Regions from separate parts of the Mus musculus genome. Here region 2 is linked to region 1. Evidence: chromatin contacts called from public HiChIP or PLAC-seq data. All regions are on one chromosome and are shown on one strand. Each heading gives the region's core, a stretch centred on a gene start, on an enhancer-like site or on the middle of the called end of the contact. The rest is flanking DNA. Distances are from core to core; before and after follow the strand shown.

The links. HiChIP or PLAC-seq counts read pairs in DNA pulled down with a chosen protein or histone mark.
Region 2: a FOXA1 HiChIP or PLAC-seq map of pancreatic cancer cells shows a contact between it and region 1. The contact joins the promoter of Eid2 here to the promoter of Zfp607b in region 1. A contact is called at or near these places in 1 of 39 promoter capture datasets (liver) and 3 of 115 datasets of contacts at active chromatin or transcription factors (embryonic stem cells and pancreatic cancer cells).

The regions. Positions count from the first base shown.
Region 1 is chr7:27,686,483-27,693,022 of GRCm38.p6, reverse strand. Zfp607b (zinc finger protein 607B) reads right to left here and starts at 3,683. Exons shown (of 6, transcript NM_001112731.1): 1 at 3,537-3,683; 2 at 1,728-1,808; 3 at 489-541. The coding sequence starts at 521.
Region 2 is chr7:28,264,082-28,270,621 of GRCm38.p6, reverse strand. Eid2 (EP300 interacting inhibitor of differentiation 2) reads right to left here and starts at 2,741. Exons shown (of 1, transcript NM_198425.2): 1 at 1,454-2,741. The coding sequence starts at 2,667. The coding sequence ends at 1,957.

The DNA of each region.
Region 1 (6,540 bases), core at 2,434-4,933:
CCCTATCACAGACTGGATGACTTTTCCCTCTGATTACTGAACTCTCTCCCTCCTAAAGCCTCCTAGAGCAGGTCACCTCATCACACACCCACAGGGGACATTCATCCACACATACTGGGTCATCAGCCTGACAACACCTCAGATGTTAGTCAGATTTCCCAGGGCAGTCACATGAGACCATCCCCTCAAAGCTCTGAAGCCCTCAAGACCCCTGTTTCCCTGTGGGACTGACACCTCCACTGCAGGGACAGTCCTCCCTGAGCACAGACCAAGCAGAGAGCACACGTGGAGGAATGCATTCAAAGTCAACCGCAGTGCCAGCTGGGAAGAGGCACAGACAGGAAGTGCTCAGACCTGCCAGCCCTCACTGGAAAGGGGCAGACTGGGCTGGGGGAATCCGGATCCTTGGGAAGCTTCAAGAGGGAAAGAGGGCAGGAGTCACATAACCTGAAGGTCGCCCTATGTCAAAGAGAAAAATGCCAACTTACACAGACCATGTGTTGAGAACTGGAGCTGGCCATTCTTCTTCAGGCTTCCTCCCCTGGGGGACAAAAAGAAAGCCATTCACTGCATTGTGACTTGATGTTCCCAAACTGGCTTCTGTCACTATGATGTCATCGACTACATTTATTTCTCAAGCCTCCCCACTCACTCTCTCCCCTCCCACCACTCACAGCCTCCCACACACAAATTGAAAGCACACAGGAGTCTACACAAAGCCGATCCCCCCCAACCCAGACAACCCACTGCCAAGGGGGCAGTGTGGGAGTGCAGGGCACAAACATGTCTGCCTAGAACTTCCTCCAGAAGAGGCCAGCAGAAGGGACCCATCTTCCACCCTGAGCTCCAGCTCGCCCTGCACCTGGGCCGCTCCTCCTACTGTGCGCAGATCTCAGATCTTCACACTGGAACCCCACCTATCAAGGCTCACAGGGGCTCACGGCATCCAGGTGGCCCCTCCTGTGTAAACTCAGGGCTGAAGCACAGCGAGGCTGGAGGGGCTGCAGCTGCAGTGCTCAGGCAGTGTCCAGCATTCTGTGTTCACTGTTAGTGAATGGGACTGTGCACCATGGACCACTCTCCTGAGAACCTTCCCTCATCTATGATAACGCTTATGTCGTCTCAATGAAGCCATGATCCTTTATGGAGATAATTAGCTGTAATTAGATGTGGTAGCAGGGGTGTATAATTCCAGAGGCAGAGACAAGAAACTTGTTCAAAGACCCAGTCCAAATATGATCTAAGTGAGTTCTAGGGCAGCCTCTATCTGTGGTGCTGGCAAACTGAGTATTAACATTCGTGAGAATGACATCCTAATGTCTTCTGTCACGCCACATCCAAAAGTCAACTCAAAACAGAAAAAAAAATTAAAATTTGAAATTAACACTCATAGCAAAAAATATACAGGGAAGCCTCCAGGACCGTGGACATATTGGGCATTACTCAAACTTCCTGGTTAAGGATCGGGCAAGCCGGAAATAGACATTTCCCCAAAGGGAACATCAGTATGGCCAGTCAGAGATGCAAGAAACTAATCATCAGAGAGAGAGAGAGAGAGAGAGATAAAGTTGCCATCAGAGGCCTCCTCACGCCTGTCAAGAGTGTCCATTATTGGGGAGGGGGGGGGGCTGCAGAAATGGCCCAGTGGTTTTAGATCACTTTATGCTCTTGCAGAAGACCTGTGTTCGATTCCCAAGATTCACATCCTGTCTCACCAAAGTCCCTACCTCCAGCTTCAGGGGAGTTGGCGCCCTCTTCAGGCCTCTCAAGGCACATGCATGGTGCGCACAGGTCTGGTGGGCACAACCCTCAAGAACAAAAGATAGAAATACATCTTGTTAAAATTAGTATCTAGTATCAGAAAGAAAATATAACGTGGAGCACATGGAGGAAAACTCACACTACTGGAAGGAATGTAAATTCATACAGTCACTGTAAACAGTGAACTCCCACCTGATCCATCCATCCATCCCACTATGGAGTGGAAACCAAAAAAAGGAAATAACATCAGCATCAGCAAGAGACATTTACACTCCCACCGCTCTTCCAGCATCATTTCCATAGCAGTGATACGCGACCTCACCAGCAGACGAATGGACCAAGCACATGGAGGATGGGGCTCACGCACAGTGAATCATTTACTACAAAATGGATGCACACATGCAATACGCTAAAGAGGAAGGCAAGCACGGGGGATGGTGATGGCTCAGGGGTTGAGAGCCACTATGGCTTTTCCAGAGGACCGAGTTCAGTCTCCTGACAGCTACAGTGCCTGGAACTCAAGCTGCAGGGAAGCCTATAGCTCTGGTTTCCAGAGGCACCTGTGGTCATGGACACATAACCCAACATACATAACTTTGAAGACAAATACTTCATCTTTAAACAAAAGACAGACCCCCATGGTCTCAGTCATGTAGAATCTGAAGCTGTTTTCTCCTAGGAACAGTAAGATGCCGGTTACTGGGGTTTGAGTGGCGGAGGCTGGATGTGCAGCATCGGGGTCGAGAGTGGGAGGTAGATCTATACCATAAGCGAGAGAGTTGGGAGATGTGTCATGAAACATGGTGACTGGGATTAATAGTTTGTAAAGTCTTAGAGAGTAGATGGCAAGTGTACTCGTGACAAAAATATAAGTTAGATGAAGTCCTTCAGTGCTATCACTTTCCCACTCCCGAAATCCTCACAAGCGAACAGACCATCTATCGACTGCATTCTTTTCCTGTCTTGTGATGCCATGGAAATAGAAATCAGATGTAGAACAGCAGCGTTTGAAAGCCCTAATGCTAACCTCTGTAGGTCCCTATGGAAAACAGCTTGGGAAAAAGATGGGATTGTCGACAGAAGACATCAAGGGTCACTGAAATGATAATGTGAATACTAGCTGGAACGGGAGGGGACACTAAGGACAATAGTGCAGTTGTAAATTTGCATGCTCCTGCTTCATTTCCTAACAATTCTATATTCTAAAACTAAAACCTCAGTTCTCAAACCGAAAAGAGCACTCACTCTTGAATCTTAGATGGGTAGCGATAATATTTTCATTATTCTCCAGCCTCCCTCTTGAATAATGGCCTAAGCAGGGAACCCGAGTATACATGAGATCGCAGACTACATTTGAGAGCATCCTCAGTGAGAACTTTCCTTCTCTTCCCTCGATATTCAGATTCGGCAGAGCTCTGAGACAGTCACGGAGCTCAACAAGTACCCTCCCTCCTAGACGACACCCCCGTCCTTAAATTATAGCCCTAAGCTCAAGTCTGAGCCTCGGGGAAAGCTTCCCTTCAGACCCCGCACCTGACCTCCCCTTACTGAAGCTTGGTCCTCTGCTTTAGTCCCTGTGTCCCTGAGAGAAAGCAGGAGCAGACAGCGACAAGCAAAGAGACACAGATTATGCAGAGAGCTCAAGGTGTGTATACAGTTAGACACTGACAGACACACACGCACATACACACACGTACACACACCACAGTTCCTACACGCCCACACATCAACACCCATTCGCCACACCCACACCCGCCTGCGGTCTCCCGCCTTACTCTGTGGAGGCCAACCAGTGACTTCTGATTCCCACCTGACCATCCGGGGTAGCTCCGCCTGCACACCAGAAGTTATCTACTTCCGACCCTATGCTGCCTGGGAAATGTAGTCCCCTTGTCCCAAACTACAAGAAATATAATGCTTCATAGTTCTGGGATATCCCAGCATGCAACCTGGGCCAGCCCATCTGGCAGCTGCGCCCTGTGCTTTGTGGGAGTTCCCAGGGATGGTGCCCTTCTCTCTCTCTCTCTCTCTCTCTCTCTCTCTCTCTCTCTCTCTCTCTCTCTCTCTCTCTCTCTCTCTCTCTCTCTCTCTCTCTCTGTGTGTGTGTGTACTTCCGGGTTCTGTGAGTAACTGGGTTTCACCCCTGTGGAGAAGACAGGTGAGCCTAAGTTTTAAACGCAGGCTAGGAAGTAAAATTGGATCGAGATGTAATTGAATACGCTTTGCCTGAGACCCACTGCAGGGTTCCACCTCGCTGTGCTCTGGTGGGACTTTGTCAGTGTTCTGGGTTTTTCTGAACGATCAAAGAAAGAGGGACACTGCAGAATGAATTTAGGCTTCCCAGAAGCAGAGGGATCCATTCTGGTGAGCTGAACTAAACGGCTAACAGCTTCGCAGGAGGGCTTTTGTGATTGTTACACAAAGGACCTTTTAGCAAGTCAATTCCCGCATACCCAAATCTCATATCAGATCTCAACGAACCATAAGGTAAGTAAACAGAATCATAAAAATTCCAAGTTAAAAAAAAAAGAAGAAGAATTCCAGGTTTGCCGGGAAGACAGCTTATGGGAGTCTGAACTTTTCTTCACAGCAACCAGAAGCCACAGTATACACCAGCTTCAAACACCTTGTTCCCAGCCCCCATTTGCCTAAGATGGCATATCAAATCTTCAGTATGCGCCTGTCCTGCTGAGGAAGTTGTTGAACATGTCCCGTTACACAGCGGCATTGTGGCTGTCCCTTAGTCTGCTCAGGACACCCGATGAAGAACCCTCTTTAGCGCTCAGATTTCACATCCTCGGTTGGACCAATAGGCCATCTACAGAGCCAGATCTATGGGGAAACCGTGCATCTGAAACCCACTATACAGACAGTGCTGTGGCCACAAAGGCACCGGCTGCTGCAGTCGGGAGCTCACGGAAGTCTCCATCCCACTAAGCCCACGGGAGCACCTGAGTTTGAGATGAACTGTGGTCAGAATGGTTTTGTGCCCCGTGGAAAGGTTATCCTTGGGGTTTTCAAATGGTCATTTCTCTGCCCTCACCTCTTGTTTCTATCTGAAAATGACATTGTAATACTTAGATTTTTTAAAAAAAACTCTCGTGTTTCAAGTTCTATAAACAAAATCTTACCATTTGTTCTCTGCCCTGACAATAAATGCAGATTGCCCAAAGGCTGGGCAGAGAGAAAACAGGGCAGCACGTCTCCCAGCCAGGGGGAGGAATGAGAGAGGGAGTTTCAGATCACCAGGAGGAGGAGAGGGTCTGAAAAGATGCCATGAGAAAAAAACATCTGAATCCCAAAGAACCAGATCTGTGATAATATGCAAGCAACGTGGGATGGAGCAGGTAGCCAGATTAGGATTAATAGATCAATAATTGCCCAGATTAGGATTAATAGATCAATAATTGCCCAGATTAGAATTAATAGATCAATAATTGCCCAGATTAGGATTAATAGATCAATAATTGCCCAGATTAGGATTAATAGATCAATAATTGCCCAGATTAGGATTAATAGATCAATAATTGCCCAGATTAGGATTAATAGATCAATAATTGCCCAGATTAGGATTAATAGATCAATAATTGCCCAGATTAGGATGTAATAGATCAATAATTGCCCAGATTAGGATTAATAGATCAATAATTGCCCAGTATCTGGGTGCAGCTTTGTTTCTCTGTGTGGTTACTGGGGACTAACAAAAGTTAAAAGAAATGCAACCACCAGATTACTTCACACTGTGATATAAATACATTTATATTTTAAAAATAGTTCATTTTATAATAATCGAGGACATGAGGCCCGACAGACCAGAGTGGAGTCCCTCATTCCATGTGACAAAGCCACCTTATATCTCCCCTCCAGGAGTTTGTTTTCCTAGACTTCTTCCCTGAAACTCTTAGCACCCTCTCCATGTGGGCCCCAGGTTAACAGACTCCCTCCTTACCACCTGGTGTCCAGGAATCAGAAACCCAACTACAAGCACACACTGTAGGTTACCTGACAATCACATGCCATGGGGTATCTCCCTGTAATAAGTATAAGAAGGGGCCCTCACAGTGCTGGACGGTGTTGTCCATGCCTTAATCCCTGCACTTGGGAGGCAGCATCAGGCTGATCTCTGAGTTCAAGACCAGTCTGGTCTACAGAGTGAGTTTCAACAGCCAGGGCTACACAGAGAAACCCTGTCTTGAAAAAAAATCAATCAAAGAAACAAAACAAATATGCTTCCTTCCATCTGCCTAGTGGGCCTGATTCTCCTACAGCCTCTGCCACACTGTGGTCTATCCATGGATTTAATAACCGTTCTAATCAACTCTTTGGTTGTTTTTAGAGTTTCTCTGTATAGTCACATAGACCAACCTGCCTCTGCCTCCCAAGTGCTGGGATTGAAGGCCTACACCACCACCCTTCTGCATAATAATCTTAGTTTTAAAAAGACAATCCGCTTCAGCATTGCCTTAAACAGCAAACCTGCAACTCTTTAATAATGACACTACCAGGGCAGGAGAGGTGGCTCAGCAGCTGATCCTCCAGCAGACCTGAGGAGGACCCAAGCTCAACTCCCAAGACCTATGCCAAGCAACTTACACACCATGTACCACGTTAAATTCCAGGTCCAGGGTGTCTGACGCTCACTCTCGGCTCCCAAGCACACCCGTGCTTACATGGCTAGTGCTCACATGGACTGCTGTGGAGGCTGACACAAAGAAAAATTTAAAACGCTCTAAAAATTAAACATCTTAAAAGCCTGGACTAGAGGATTTCCTTACCCTA
Region 2 (6,540 bases), core at 1,492-3,991, 580 kb before region 1:
GGGGATTCTAGGCAGGGGCTCTACCACTGAGCCACGCCCCCAGCCCCTCACTGGGGGATTCTAGGCAAGTGTGCTATCATTGACCCACCTTTTGTTTCTTTTTTTTTTCGAGACAGGGTTTCATCGTGTAGCCCTGGCTGTCCTGGAACTCACTTTGTAGACCAGCCTGGCTTTGAACTCAGAAATCTGCCTCTGCCTCCCAAGTGCTGAGATTAAAGGCATTCACCACCACACCGGCTTCACCTTTTCCTTTTTTTTTTTTTTTTTTTTAAGATTTGTTTATTGTATGTAAGTACACTATAGTTGTCTTCAGACACTCCAGAAGAGGGTGCCAGATCTCATTACGGATGGTTGTGAGCCACCATGTGGTTGCTGGGATTTGAACTCAGGACCTCTGGAAGAGCAGTCAGTGCTCTTAACCGCTGAGCCATCTCTCCATCCCCCCACCTTTTCATTCTAAAGTGAAAAGATAACTTACAATAAAAACCTTACAACCGCTATATCTTTTTTTTCTACCGTCAGTCTGGTAAGCACTGTGCATCTGATGGTTGAGCATATTGGCTAGGGAGTCAGAAAACATCCAATTATCGATCACTGGTGGGAGCACCAAGGGGCCAATTAGCTGCATCTGTAAAGTTACAAAGGCAAGCCTTTGGCCCAGGACTGTCACCTCTAGACATCAGGCTACAGAGATTATCAAGAACAAAAAGCCTAAGAAGCTAGTGAGACGAACCGTCAATTTTATGGAAACTTAAAAGACAAACAAAACAAAACAAAACCAGGCGTGGTGGCGCACGCCTTTAATCCCAGCTCTCAGGAGGCAGAGGCAGGCGGATTTCTGAGTTCGAGGCCAGCCTGGTCTACAAAGTGAGTTCCGGGACAGCCAGGGCTATAAAGAGAAACCCTGTCTCGAAAAAACCAAAAAACCCCAAAAAGTAGTAGGTATATAACACCATCAAGTATAAGACTTATTCCACCTTGGGATGGTAGACATGAAAAATGTGTTCAGAACGGAAGCAGTATGTGCCTGCCCACGGGCCCGTTGGTGTGCGCAGGCGCCAACCTACCAGAGGTGGCGCCATACTGCCAGGAGAAACCGATGGGAAAAAGCCCACCGTCCACCAGTATATTCCTGGTTCATAACAGCATAACCACAAAATATAGCCCTAAGGAGTAAATATACTGGTCGGGAAGGTTCTTCACGGTATCTTCATAAGAAATCACAATATCCAAACCAAAATCTGTCAACTCTGCTGAGAAATAAAATGTGTATAAAAAAGGAAACAAGGACGGAAACTGCCTTCAGAGGCTGCATGAGGCATGGGGACAAGGAGAGAAGGACAGAAGACTCTCAATCCTTCATAGTCTTGGGACTTAGGAATAGATTAATTACAAAGCAATGACGGAAAAAAAAAACTTTTGAAAAATGGAAAATAAAATCCCAGAAAATTGGTATGTTTGGAAACACGATTTATCACATACTATATACAATATTTATGTTGTTCGCCATTCACAATGTCTGAGACACAAAATCCCTCTTACACTATACACGCTTGTTGACGCTGACGTGAAGACTTTGCCTGCTCTGACAAGGTCAAGTTCTCCACAGAAACCTCGTCCTAAAACCAGCTTTCTCTTCGAGTCTTCTTCGTCGTGGGCTCTACTACTGGCAATTTTAAGTCTTTACAGTTTTACAAAACCGTCCTTTACTTATTAACGAAGCCACGAGGATGGACCTTTTCCATAACACAAGAAATTTCAACTGATCATAAACTCAAGAAACGGTAGGAGTCTACGATGCTTTCCCTCCCCACCCCCAATTTTCTGACGCTTTTCCTCCCTCTGAGGAAGCGCTGCCTCTCAAGATCCGTTTGATTTCTTAAAACCAAGTTGCAGGATGGGGTTTCACTTGGATGCGGAGGTCTTGGTGCCGTGCCCTCCCCGCAGTCCGACTCTTCACTCTCTGTGGATGAACTTATCGCAACCCAGTTCTTCTATTAGAGGATTGATCACCTCTGATGCAGTCAGGGCTATGGTAAACGTTAAAATGTCAAAATCCACCCTCTGGGGGTTACGCAGGTACTCTATGTCGAAGGCTGCCTCCCTGGCTCGGCAGGCCTCCACGAAGCGCCGCCGGCGCTCCTCCAGCTCCTGGATCCGGCCGGGGGCGATCGGGTAGTTCTCCAGGTAGTGGCGCAGGAACTGCTGGTAATTGATGCCCAAGACGCTGAGGGGGTGGCGGAAGCGCATGTACGGCATCGCCGCCAGGCCGCCCGCCCTGGACCGGGGCCTGCCCTCCGGAGCCTCCTCCTCCAGCGGATCGCCCAGCAGCCGGGCCACCTCTGCCATCCGGGCTTCCCTGGACGCCGCCGCCGCCGCCGGGCCTTCGCGGGCCGCTGCGCCGCCCCGGGGCGCCGCCCCAGGGCCTCCTCGGGCCGCCGCCGCCCTGCCTTCCCGGGCTGCAGCCACCCGGCCTCCCCTGGCAGCCGCCGCCGGGGCTGCGGGGCCTTCCCGGGCCGCCGCCATTGGGCGTCCCCGGGTCTCCCCAGGTCGCGCCGGACCCGGGAGCGCACGCCGCCCGCCGCCTACCTCGGCCTGCGGGAGCCGGCGGTCGCGGCTCGCTGCTCCCGTCTGCGGGGCGCTGCTGACTGCGGGCAGCTGCGACATGTCGGACCGCGGGGTCAGCACCGCTGCTCGCTGAGACCCGGGAAGAACGGGGCCGTGAGGCGCGGGGCGTGCACGCGAGGGCGCGTCCACGAGCGCAATGCGCACGGGTAGGGGGTCGCGTGTCTCGCCGTCTGCGCAGGCGTAGCTCCAACGGCGAAGCCGAGGAGCAGTGCGCACGCGTGTCCTCCGGGCATTTGCTGGCGAGCCTTGAGATTGCTACCTAGCAGTCAGAAGAGCGGTTGCATCCTTTCTGTTGAAGGGGGGGGGTCTCTTTCACATTTCTACCAATCGGTTTAAGTTTCTAAATTTAATTTTAGTTTTAAAATTAGTCTTTAAAGTTTTCTTGCCGGGCGTGGTGGCGCGCGCCTTTAATCCCAGCACTAGGGAGGCAGAGGCAGGCAGATTTCTGAGTTCAAGGCCAGCCTGGACTACAGAGTGAGTTCCAGGACAGCCAGGACTATACAGAGAAACCCTGTCTCGAAAAAACCAAAAAAAAAAAAAAAAAAAACCAAAAAAAAAAACAAAAACAAAAAAAAGTTTTCTTTATTTGTATGTATTTTATTTTATGGGCATGATGGTTTGCTTCCATGTTTATATGTGTACCACATAATACAATGCCAACAGAAGCCAGAAGAGGGCGCTGGATCCTCTGGAACTGGAGTTACGGAAACCCTGCTGGGTGCTGTGATTAAACCTTTACCAGAGTAGCCAGTGCTCTTAACCTTGCAGCCAGGTCTCTGGTCTCTTGGTTGTGTTTTTGAAACAGTTTCACGAAGCTCAGACTGCTAAGGATGGCCTTGAACTCCTGATCTTCCTGCCTCTGCTTCTTGAGTCTAGGATGATAGGCATGTCTCACTATGCCTCGATAGTTAACTAACCTAGTACAGGTTATTATTAACTATACTAACCTATTAACTCTACTATGATTTATCAATTAAAGGCAAAACATAAATAGATAGACTTACAACTGAACCATAAAGGCCAACAAGATGGCTCAGTGGGTAAAGTCACTTTCCCCAAAATCTGATGACTACTTGTGTTCAATCCCAGAAACCCACATGGTGGAAGGAAAAAAATGACACCCAAAAGTTGTTCTCTGAAGTCTTCGTGCGTGCGAACATGTTGAGAAAAGAACGGGACAGTAAGGGAGAGCAGGCGTGTCCTGTGAGTCGGCTGCTCACAGGGCACTCGAGACCTTTGGTGACTGCTCAACATTTTGATGTATACTAGCAGCCACGTCCTTCCCGTCACTTATGTCATTTAGTCAATTATCTGCTTTCCTTTGTGGATTCTTTTAAATATCACTCTTTCCCCAAGTCAGACCCCGAGTTGTGAACACAACTTTTGGAAAGCGAAGCGGCTCTAGCTGTCCAGAGCTTGGCAAACACGGCTCTGGCAGGCCTTGCCCTTCTCTCCTGTTCCCAATGCTTTGCTAAGAAAACTGTAAGATCACATCCTCCTCCTGAAGCTGGCTATCAAGGTCCAGCTATCAAAGCACTGAAGTCCAGCAATCAAAAGCTCCCTTTGCCTATCCAAATCAACCTGTCCAATCAAAATTAAACACCTCATCCTATCACGGGGGTTTCCCTTTGAGCCTTTACTAATTGCCATTTGCAGAATGTGCCGCATCTGTCTCCTCTCTATCCCAGTCCTTTGCCTCATTCTAGAGAAATCCCCCCTCTCTCTTGCTCCCTCCCCCTTGCCTCCTCCTCTATCTCCAGCATTTATCTCTTATTCCCTGCCCTTGTCTCTCTGGGGCAAATAAATCTCTTTTGTAGGAGACCTTGGTCTTGAAGTATCCTGAGCTAATGCTGATCTCTTACAGAAACTGTAGGGCCCCCCCCAACCCCCACCCCATCCCCGCCAGACTGTCTGGTGCTTTCCAGGTGGCATTTAAGTGTCTATGTCTTACTGAGATTGCATAATTCAAGGTCTAACACGGATGCAAACGAAGGGGAATCTGAGGGCATGCTCAGGTAGGATGCATACAATGCCTCTGCTTCTCGCACACTGTAGGAGGAGCTGTCACGAGAGAAGAGCCTGTTGCCATGCTCTTTGGCAGTTGTGCATGTGCCCACTGTTCTCACACGCGCTATTGTCTCGCCAGCAAGAACACACGTGTGAGAAACCGGATCCTTCTGCAGCAACTTTATTACACCAGTTTCAACATGAAGAGGAAGACCCCAAGCATCAAAAAGGCGCTGCTTATATACACCTTAGTGTGGCGTGTCCACACCTGATTGGCTGCTCTCCCAGAGCCGCATCACCACTCCCCGGGATGGGCCGTGACTTGGCACGAAAAACACTCTCACACATGCGCACATTGCTTGTTTACCAATTAAGCCACACAGGCACAGCGGAAACCGCTTCCCACACACTGTGATGTAATTTGATCGGTACATTTAGTCACATTAGTCATTAGTGACTAAACATTAGTAACATCGAGTTACCACAATGAGACCGGAGGTAGCCAATATATAAGGAGGTTTATTTAGCCCAGAATTCCGAAGGTTCAGTCAAAGATTGAGCATCTCACTGCTGTAGGCCATTGCTAAGGGCATATCATTTGGGGAGTGCATGGTGGAGAGAACCCTTTGCATCATGAACCATGAAGCAGAGAGAATGACAAGACCAAGTCCCACGGTTGCTTTTGGGAGCATGTCCCCACAACCTAAGAACCTCATATAAAGTCATTGTCTTAGGGTTTCTACTGCTGTGAAGAGACACTATGGCCACAAGAACTCTGTTTGTTTGTTTGTTTGTTTGTTTGTTTGTTTGAGACAGGGTTTCTCTGTGTGGCCCTGGCTGTCCTGGAACTCACTCTGTAGACCAGGCTGGCCTCATACTCAGAAATCTACCTGCCTCTGCCTCCCAAGTGCTGGGATTAAAGGCATGTGCCACAAGAACTCTTATAAAGAAAAGCAGTTGGGGCTGGCTTACAGTTTCAGAGGCTTAGTCCATTATCATCATGGTGGGAACCATGGAGGTAAGTATGCAGACACGGTGTCGGAGAAGGAGCTGAGAGTTCAACGTCTTGATCTGCAGGCAGGAAACAAAGACTGTGTCACTACAAAACCTGCCTCCAGTGACACATGTCCACCAATAAACCCAAACCTACTCCAAAAAGGCCACACCTCCTAATAATGCTACTTCCTATGGACCAAGCATAAACACATACCAGTCTGTGGGGACCATTCCTACTCACTCAGTTGTGTTTTGTAAAGGCTCACAGCACCCCCCTGGAGCATCCTAAGAACCAAGTCTTTAACATGTAGACTTTGAAGGGTACTCATGCAAACTGTAGAAATAGTATGAAAGGGGCTCAGGTGGCAGTAGCCCAGTGGTGAACAAGTTGTATGACAGTTTTCTCTGAGAGGGAAACATTCCAGTCTTCAGGGAAGCTCCTTAAGCAGGAAGGCAAATATCTCAAAATGGCTTCAGGAAGTCCCTGAAACTGACCAGACTCGCTAGGCCTCTCCTTCCCAAAGTAAACAAGCTGCTGAGAGTCACTCTCAGACAAGCAAAGCTGCAAAGAAGACTCCTAGACCAGACCAGCTGCCTGGAGGAAGCAGAAACCAGCTAAGCTGCCTGGAAGAGGTTTAGACCAATTGAATCACTTGGAAGGACACTCTCCAACCTATTTAGCTGTCTGTCTCCAGGGTGTGCGGTGGGCTCCAGCTTCTCAGCTTTGTAAGCTGTCACTCATGCTGGATCGAGCTTTGGTGATACAGCTTGTCTGTAAGTCATTTCTGCTCCTGTAAGTAACACCAATAGAACTCACTGGTTCACCAAGTTCGACTTTGGTGATATCTGTACTGATCTGTTGTGGGCTCTGAAAGGATCAGTATTGGCTCAGGACGCCCAAGACCAAGT